2 separate regions of the Capra hircus genome follow, and region 2 is linked to region 1. The links are chromatin contacts, called in public Hi-C maps. All regions are on one chromosome and are shown on one strand. Each heading gives the region's core, a stretch centred on a gene start, on an enhancer-like site or on the middle of the called end of the contact. The rest is flanking DNA. Distances are from core to core; before and after follow the strand shown.

Region 1 (3,938 bases), core at 1,026-3,525:
GGATTCTCCAGTGCCAGAGATCAAGTGGGAACCGAAATCCGTGGTTTGTGATGACATTGCTGTTGCTCCCAGTTAAGCTGCCCCAGTTAAGTCTGCACTGCTCATCTCAGTAACCAGGACCATCCTCTATCCAAGCATCAGAAATGACACTTACCTGGTACAAGGGAACCAAGATCCCTGCATAAAGCCAGAACTCTCAAAGAGATGCAACCTCAGTAAAGAGACGGATTATAAGAATTCACTCACCAGCACAGGGAGGCCTCAAGGAAACTTATCTGTTCTTTCCTACTTTATTAGAATCAAGTGGAGAAGTCTCAGCTGAGAATTCTAGGCACTGGGGCTGTGACGCACAAAGGGATTTAAAATTACACTAGGGATCTAGGACTCTCCAAAAAGAGAAATTAACATGAAATGGATCCAGAGATAACCCAGGAAGCCCAGAAGGAACGTGTACCTCCACAGATCAAGCCCTCCAGCCCCAAGATAAGAGGTCACAATCCAAATTTTCAATTCCAAATTATAAGGAAACAGTCGCCTTGAATAAGAACCAGCAGACAAAACAAGCAAGGGTACGAGAAACCCAAAATTTCAGGTAAAGGAAAAATTGAGAGAGACAAATCAGAATATTCAAAATAATGAGACATACACAAAATAATTAAAGGTATAGAGGCAACACACACAACTGAAAGAACAAGCTGTCCTGGAAAAGATGCCAAAGAAATCTCAGGGCAAAGTGATGGGAAGTGCCTCTACACTGCCTGGCAACTGTTAAGGCCCCCAGTCAGACAAGACATGCAGAGGCTCTAGAGAATGGCTAACAGGCAAAGGGAAAACCAGATGGTTGCAAGCCCATCGTTCGTACCATGAACATGCCAGGGTGCACCAGGGCTGCCCCCAGAGTGCACCTATCACCCTGCACTTTGGAGCAAAGCCCAGCTCCAGCTAATAACCCGTCAGCAGTCCCCTCCTAGACTACCTCTGCTGTTTGCAGAGTTAATAAGAAAAACAGTGGCTTGTTGTTTTCCCTTGTTTTTAAGATCAGTTGTGGGGCACAGGTTAGTTGGCAGCAGAGAGAGCCGCAGTGCTGAGTCAGCAAAACCGGAGTCTGAGACGACTCCCCCGCAGTACAGAATCTGCAGAGAAAACATAGACAGAATCTGCAGGGAAAACGTAGACAGAATCTGCAGGGAAAACGCAGACTCACCGCCTGAGAGGGCATCTCAGGGCTCATCCTCTTCAACCTTTGTTTTCCTTGAGAGGAAACTGAGGCCCAGGAAGAAGCAACTCTCTCCCGTTTCTGCACCCAGTCCGTGAAAGGGCTGAAGCTCAGACGGGCTTTCCAGCTCTGAGGCCACAGTACAGCTGGCTGAGATCATACCTGTGCCCATGGCCAGCTTGCCCTTTCTGCTGCCTCCGTCTGGCGAGGCCCCTCCTTGACCTTTCTCAACTCAGAGCCCTGATGCACCCCTCTTCCATCAGTGCAGCTATTTAAGCGGGGAGAGAGGATAAGATGGACAGGAGGCAAGCATCACTCTGCTGCCGCTGCTAAGTCACTTCAGTCGTGTTCAACTCTGTGCGACCCCATAGACGGCAGCCCACCAGGCTCCCCAGTCCCTGGGATTCTCCAGGCAAGAACACTGGAGTGGGTAGCATTACTCTACACAGCAGTAAATCATATGAGAATTGTCTGTGTGTTTTTCAGAGATGCTGTCTTGAAGGGGAAATCTGATCAATTGTACTGATAAGACTTTACTTCAAGTTGTATTCTGTGTTCACTCTTTGTGACCCCATGGACTGCAGCACGCCAGGCTCCTCTGTCCATGGAATTCCCCAGGCAAGAATACTGGAGTGGGTTGCCATTTCCTCCTCCAGGGGATCTTCCCAACCAGGGATCGAACTCACATCTCTTACACCTCCTGCGCTGGCAGGCAGATTCCTTACCAACTCCGCCACCTGGGAAGCCTCAAGCTGCATTCTAGTAAAAAAAAATCTCCAATGGTGAAACTTCCTAGGGACAGGAAGAGACGAGAGAGAAACCTGAGCACCCCACACCACCATCTTTCAGACCACATTTAGGCCACCCCATCTAGCTTCTCAGCAAGCTAACTGTGATGAAAAAGCCTAAGCGGGAGGACTGGAAAAGGAGGAAAGGGACAAAACCACACCTAGGAGATGAGGCAGGCTGCAGCGAGCCCACAGAGGATCTGGAAAAGAACAAGGCTAATTTAGGCTCCGCACGTGGCTCGGAGCCACCAGGAGCAGCTGTGTTCCTGCTCTGTCCCCCACCTCCTCCCCTGCCTTGCCCATCATTCACTCCCCCAGGGCCCTCAAAAGCTTCTGCCCGCACCACGGGACCTGCCAGCTCCTGCGTGAGAGAGCAGCTTCTCTTCCCTTGGTGACACTTCTGTGTGGGTCGCTAATCCTAGGTACAAACGTGCCATGCAGTACTGGGAAAAAAGAGGGTAAGGCTTGTTCCCCGGGGACTGTAGTCTCAATGCGGGTGGGCCTTCCTACCTGAGGAAGCAGGTAGGTCCCACCCTCTGCACATGATCCAGGGACTGCAGAGGGGACTCGAAGGACGATGACGTGGGACCGAAGGACAGGTGTTCCACTAACGAGCACAGATGCCAGGCCCTTGTCAGCAGCACCGGCTCTGCAGACAGACAAACCTTCTGCTCATGTGGTTTCAGGTAAATGATTCATCTCTCCAAGCCACAGGCTTCTCATCCGTAAAAGAGAAATGACAACAGCTACCCCAAAGGGGTACTGTGAACATTAAATGAGATCGTATACATGAAGAGTATGTACACTCAGTGCCCTGTATGCAGGAGATACCTAATAAATGTTACTTCCCTTCTTTTTCCTTCTCCTCCAGGGGCCAGGTACCAGTGAAGATCTAAAGAACACACAAATGGTGACCGCAGGGAAAAGTTATGTTTAGAGGAGAAAGGCTACAGACACAAACGAGGATTGGACCAGACAGGTCAAAGACGGGAGAGCAGCCAGACGGAACCAATCTCAGCCCCCTTCATTAAAGGCTGGATAAGTCTCAAAAGAGTAACCGCAAGTGGAAAGGGCAACTTGCAGAATACACAATGCTATTTGTACACGTTTTTAAACCTATATAGCATTATTATATACTGTTTATGGAAGCGCATGTAATTGCTAAGTTAAACAAGCAGGGCTCGTGGGTATAATCAGAAAGTGACTTCATCATTATCCATTAACGTTTCTTTAAGTTTATTTAGTCAGGCATGTCCTTCCCCTGCCCTAGAATGAAATCCAGACAGTTCTAGTCAATAAAAAATGTCCTGCAGTCAATAAGTCATGTCTATCTTAGTGTAATCATCATGGTTCTCAACTTTATTTGGTGACCCCATTTATCAAGTATTGTCATAATAATGCCACATTATAAACCACCCCAAAGCTCAGGGACACTCAGAAATAGGCATCTGTTTCTAGCTCATAAGTAGAGGGCAGTTTGCTGACCTTGGTAGGGCTTGCTCCAGGCTGCGAGCGCTGTTTGGGACTCTTCCACGTCTTTCACTCTTTAGGAGAGCACATTCTACCTGGGCCATGTTGTCCTGATGAGGGCAGAAATGCAAGAGGAAAGTCCTCATTGCAAGTGCATGGCAAGCCTTTACTCACATGATATCTACTAACATTCCACTGGCAAGTCACATGACCAAACCCAATACCAGCCCAGTGAGGAAATACACTTCACCACTGTGATCAGGTGGCAGGTGGCAGGGGCATCAAAGCCACGCTCCCCAGAGCCACCATCAAGCTATCCAGTGGAGCAAGCCTGGCTTCTTCTCTCCTTCCCTCCTTGGTACTTTTGCCCCTCCTCCCCCACGTTGCCAACCCTGGTTCCTGACCTCTCAAGGTCCAAGAAGAGGGAAGCAGGAGGAGAAAGAGGCAGGAGAAATCTCACTTGA
Region 2 (3,984 bases), core at 1,394-3,893, 140 kb after region 1:
ACGAAAGGCAGTCAGACAGTCTCCACCTCTCCAGATCCGAATAGCACCCCGAGCAGCTCTCCTACCCTGTCTTCCTCAACCAGCCTCGCAGGCGCTCAGCAGCCTAGCGGCAGCCCTGTGACTCCAGCCTCTGGGCGTCCACAGCCCGCAGGGAGCTCTCCTGCGGAATCAGACAAAATGACTGTAACTGCGAGTTTAGGCAGGAAGACAAGTCCCACCTTCACAGCCCAGCTGACCACACCGAGTAAGTGCTGCCTTGCCTTTTTGAAGCAGGAAGGAGCTTGCAGATGTCTGTGCTCTGTACCGGTGTTCAGCTAGAAGGTGGAGATTCATGCTGTGGGTTAAAGAGCGTAAATGTGCACCGCCTTCGCTCAGCCTGTTTCCCATCCAGCGGTGAGCAGCGGCCAGCAGAGCTGTGTGCTGTGATGAGAGCTCGGGGTTTTGAACTGCCCAGTGGAGTGTTTTCCTTTTTTTAAGTGCTAGTCTTAGTCCAGTAAATTCATTTCAAGCCTCACTGATGGATCATGAGCCTCATGGCCCATTTGAGATGTATTGCATCAGAGTCTCTTGGTGTGAATCTGAGCATTCGCATTTCGGGGGACCCTCCCACCCCATCCCACCCCTCTCCCCCTCCTGCTGCCATGTCATGTGGGTACATGGTGAAGTTACTAGAGAACCACACCCCAAGAGCACAGTTATGTCCTGCATAAGAGCAAGGGCCCTGAGTTGGATAAACCTGGATTCCAGTCCCTGCTCTGCCACGGGTTAGTGCGGAATTCATGAAGCTCCTCTGAGGCTCCATTGCCTTGTCTATGAAAGGGGTGATTATGGTACTTTCCTCAGAGTCACTGTGAGGCCTGAAGAAGAGAGTAGGAGCCTGGCAGAAGCAGTTACTCCGCTGACATCTGCTCTGGCACTGTCACTGCTGTTGATACTTCTCTCGAGTTCCCACACCTCATCCTGTACTAGGTGCCGGGACCTGGCTTCCTCCATCTGCCTCCTCTTTCTCATAGCTTGCCTCCTTCTGCTTGTGGTCTGTAAAGCCAAAATGGGGTGGGGGAAGACTGAAGAACCTCAGAAAACTGAGAACAGGAAAGACTATCCTTTTTCTGTTTAAACCACTCACCTTTCCTCATAAGCTTTGTTTTCCCATTTACAGAAACACAGGTCACCATTGAAGGAACTCAGCACACCTCCAGGGAGACGCCAGCTGTCACCATCACCACTGGAGTTCAGCATCCCACAGGCTCTTCACTGGGACCTGGGACCACATCTTTGGTCAGGAGATCCACCATCTCCAGCACTCAGTTGACATCAAATGTCCCCCAAAGCTCCAGCACCCGTTCTCCCACCTCAGTAATTCCAACAAATATAGGGCAGGTAAGAGAGCCCAGACTGAGAGAGAAAGGGACTCCAGGAAGAGCATCTCTACCCTTCTCTACCAGAGCCCCTGGCGGGGGTGTGAGAGCCAGTATCCTTCACCCACTGTCTCTGGCTTTGCTGGACTCGGCCTTAGAGAACGGGATAACCAGGAACATACCTGGCTGTCAGACCCCAGCTGGCCAGCTCCCAGTTTGCCGCAAGTTACTTGCCTGGTGTCACCCACCTAACTGTGTGTGTGTGTGTCGGTCGCTTCAGTCGTGTCCAGCTCTTTGCAACCCCATGGACTGTAGCCTGCCAGGCTTCTCTGTCCATGGGATTCTTCAGGCAAGAATACTGGAGAGGGTTTTCATTCCCTCCTCCAGGGGAGTCTTCCCAACCCAGGGATCGAACCCTGGTCTCCTGCATTGCAGGCAGATTCTGAGCCACCAGGGAAGCACCTAAGGGAGGGAGGGAGGATTCAAAGATGAGATCTTATCAAATTCAACCTGGCCCTTAATCCCAGTGGCTTCTTTCAGATCCAGTGCCGTCCTCCTGAAAAGCTGAATGAGAGCAAACTCTCCCTGAACATCTCGGGAGCCAACAGTTGTGTGAGTACCTTGCTCCTCTGGGCCCCATCCTGACCTACATCTTCCAAAGGCGGTTTAGCTCCAGGATCACTGAAAGTGGAAGGGAATGGAGTGTTCCTTGTAGAAAGGAGCTGAGAGATGTGTTCATTTCCTGCCCTTGTTTTTGGTCCTTCCAATCTTACAGAGGGTCAGAACCAGCTTCTCTAAAGGAAGCCCCGCCCACAGGGCTGCTACAGGGCCAGAAATACCAGGTCTCCTGAGCTTTCATTTCTGAGAGTCTGACCCAAGCCCTGGTTCTTGCTTGCTTCTAGTTCAGGATGTGACTTTGCTAAGCCCATCTCTTTGGGCTTCAGAGGCCTCAGTTGAAGAGAAGAGACTTAGTCTGCCTAACTTTCGTTGTTCTAAGAGTCTGTGGTTTTATATTTCCTGCTCCATGTATTATCTGACAGCTTGCCTCTAACCCAGGGGAGCCGTTGCCAACAGATGTTCTTCCACTCAGGATGGTGTGTGTGTGTGGATTGTTTGAGGGAGCTGGTGTCAGCACGTGTGTGAGTCCGTTTGCATGAAAGAGAGAGTGTAGCCGTGTTGTCCACTACCTTCAGACTGCCAGTCTCCCTAGGATTAAGGGCTTTAGTCTGGGGATATCTCCCGCAGTGCTTACTCAGTAGCTGAGGTCCGAGTGAGTGCTGGTTATGGATGGCTCACTGCCGCCCTCTCCTGGTCAGTGGCTATTTTGCAAACACCCCTAGGAACCAGAAAGTGAAAGCAAGCGGCAGGGAAAGCTTGGGTTTACAATACTTTAATGCTACCTATTTTCTGCAGTTGTTTTCTTTCGGGTGTCCATTTTGCTGGAATTTTCCAAGTCAACTATAGAAAAGCTGGAGTTTTCAAACAGAGCAGGGTTTTCCTGGGATTGGGCTTGTTGGACAAGGCGAGAACCACGCTGACGCTTGCCCAGCCTTTCCTCCAGCTCCCTTTTTGGCTGAAGCTTGGCAGGGGTGTGTTTGGTGGTAAGCCTTCTTTTCCTTCGCCGTAAATGGGAAGAGGAAAGCCCTGCATCTTTACCTGGTAGGAGGGCCGGGGAGTTAGTAGGCCTAAGGAAATTCCAGGTAGAAAACCCAAGGGATGGTTTGTGGGACAAGCCAAAGCAAGAGTCCTTTTCTTCATCTTGGTGTCCTTATTCCAAAGTCTGAGAAACACCAGTTTGGGGTGCCTCTGGATGACTGGGTAAAAGCTCCCCACACTTTGCTTCCTCACCCTCAGCCCTAAAGCCACATCAGCCATGCTCTTTCTGCTTAGAAATACAGAGGAAGCCCCTCAAAGATGTCCTGTGCGTCTTCCAGACACTCCCGAGTCCCCCTGTGCAGTGATGGCCTTGCCCTTCTCTTGTCAGCCTATTTAGGTTTTCGGTCTTAGCCGAGGGATGGATGACCTTGAGCTGAGAGCCGGGCGCTTCCCCTCCTGAGGTCTCTGAACTCAGCATCAAGGGCTGGTACATGCAGGTTCATTGGCATCTTTGCACTGGCAGTGCCTCCGCAGGTCCTTCCAGGGGAGAGAAATGATGACGGGCAGCAGGTCATGATTAAAGAGCTCTGAGAGAAAGGGGCACACTCAGGGGAATGGCATTATTCAACCAAGATGAGATAAACGGGACGGGGGGTCGAGGGAGGAGACGTCCACCTGAGCCAGAGAAGGCAGGGGCTGGCCCAGGAGGAGAGCATGTCATCCGCCAGTCCAGGCGATCGGTTCACAGCTGGCAACAGCCTTGTCCTGACCTTAGCTTGCAAGGGCGGCCCTGCAAGCCTAGGCTGCTGTCGTGATCCCCGAGCAATTACCTGTGGTCTTCCCACAACAGAACACAGTCGCTTCGAATCACAAACTGGTCGAGGTGTTGTGCCAAGCAGTAAAACCCTCCTTCAACAAAACTCAAGATCAGTGCTATATAGAGATGGCTCCTGGTTCACATGCCCAGGAAGTGGACATCAAACACATTACCATCATCAGTGAGTTGAGGGCCAGGGCGGGGAGGCCTCTC

What was found. Hi-C and Micro-C count contacts between places; a contact is called where the count stands out from the background.
Region 2: a contact with region 1 is called in a Hi-C map of blood, with 2.3 times the contacts expected there. The contact joins two enhancer-like sites. A contact is called at or near these places in 2 of 5 Hi-C or Micro-C datasets (both in blood).

The regions. Positions count from the first base shown.
Region 1 is chr4:24,790,711-24,794,648 of ARS1.2, forward strand. No RefSeq gene overlaps it. Among named protein-coding and RNA genes, the nearest start is that of PODXL, 75 kb to the right of the region's middle. Within about 2 kb of position 2,276, at least 1 of the 5 cell types and tissues checked has an H3K27ac peak or open chromatin away from gene starts, as enhancers often do.
Region 2 is chr4:24,929,743-24,933,726 of ARS1.2, forward strand. PODXL (podocalyxin) reads left to right here. Exons shown (of 9, transcript XM_018047491.1): 3 at 1-244; 4 at 1,160-1,380; 5 at 1,899-1,970; 6 at 3,805-3,952. Among named protein-coding and RNA genes, the nearest start is that of PODXL, 64 kb to the left of the region's middle. Within about 2 kb of position 2,644, at least 2 of the 5 cell types and tissues checked have an H3K27ac peak or open chromatin away from gene starts, as enhancers often do.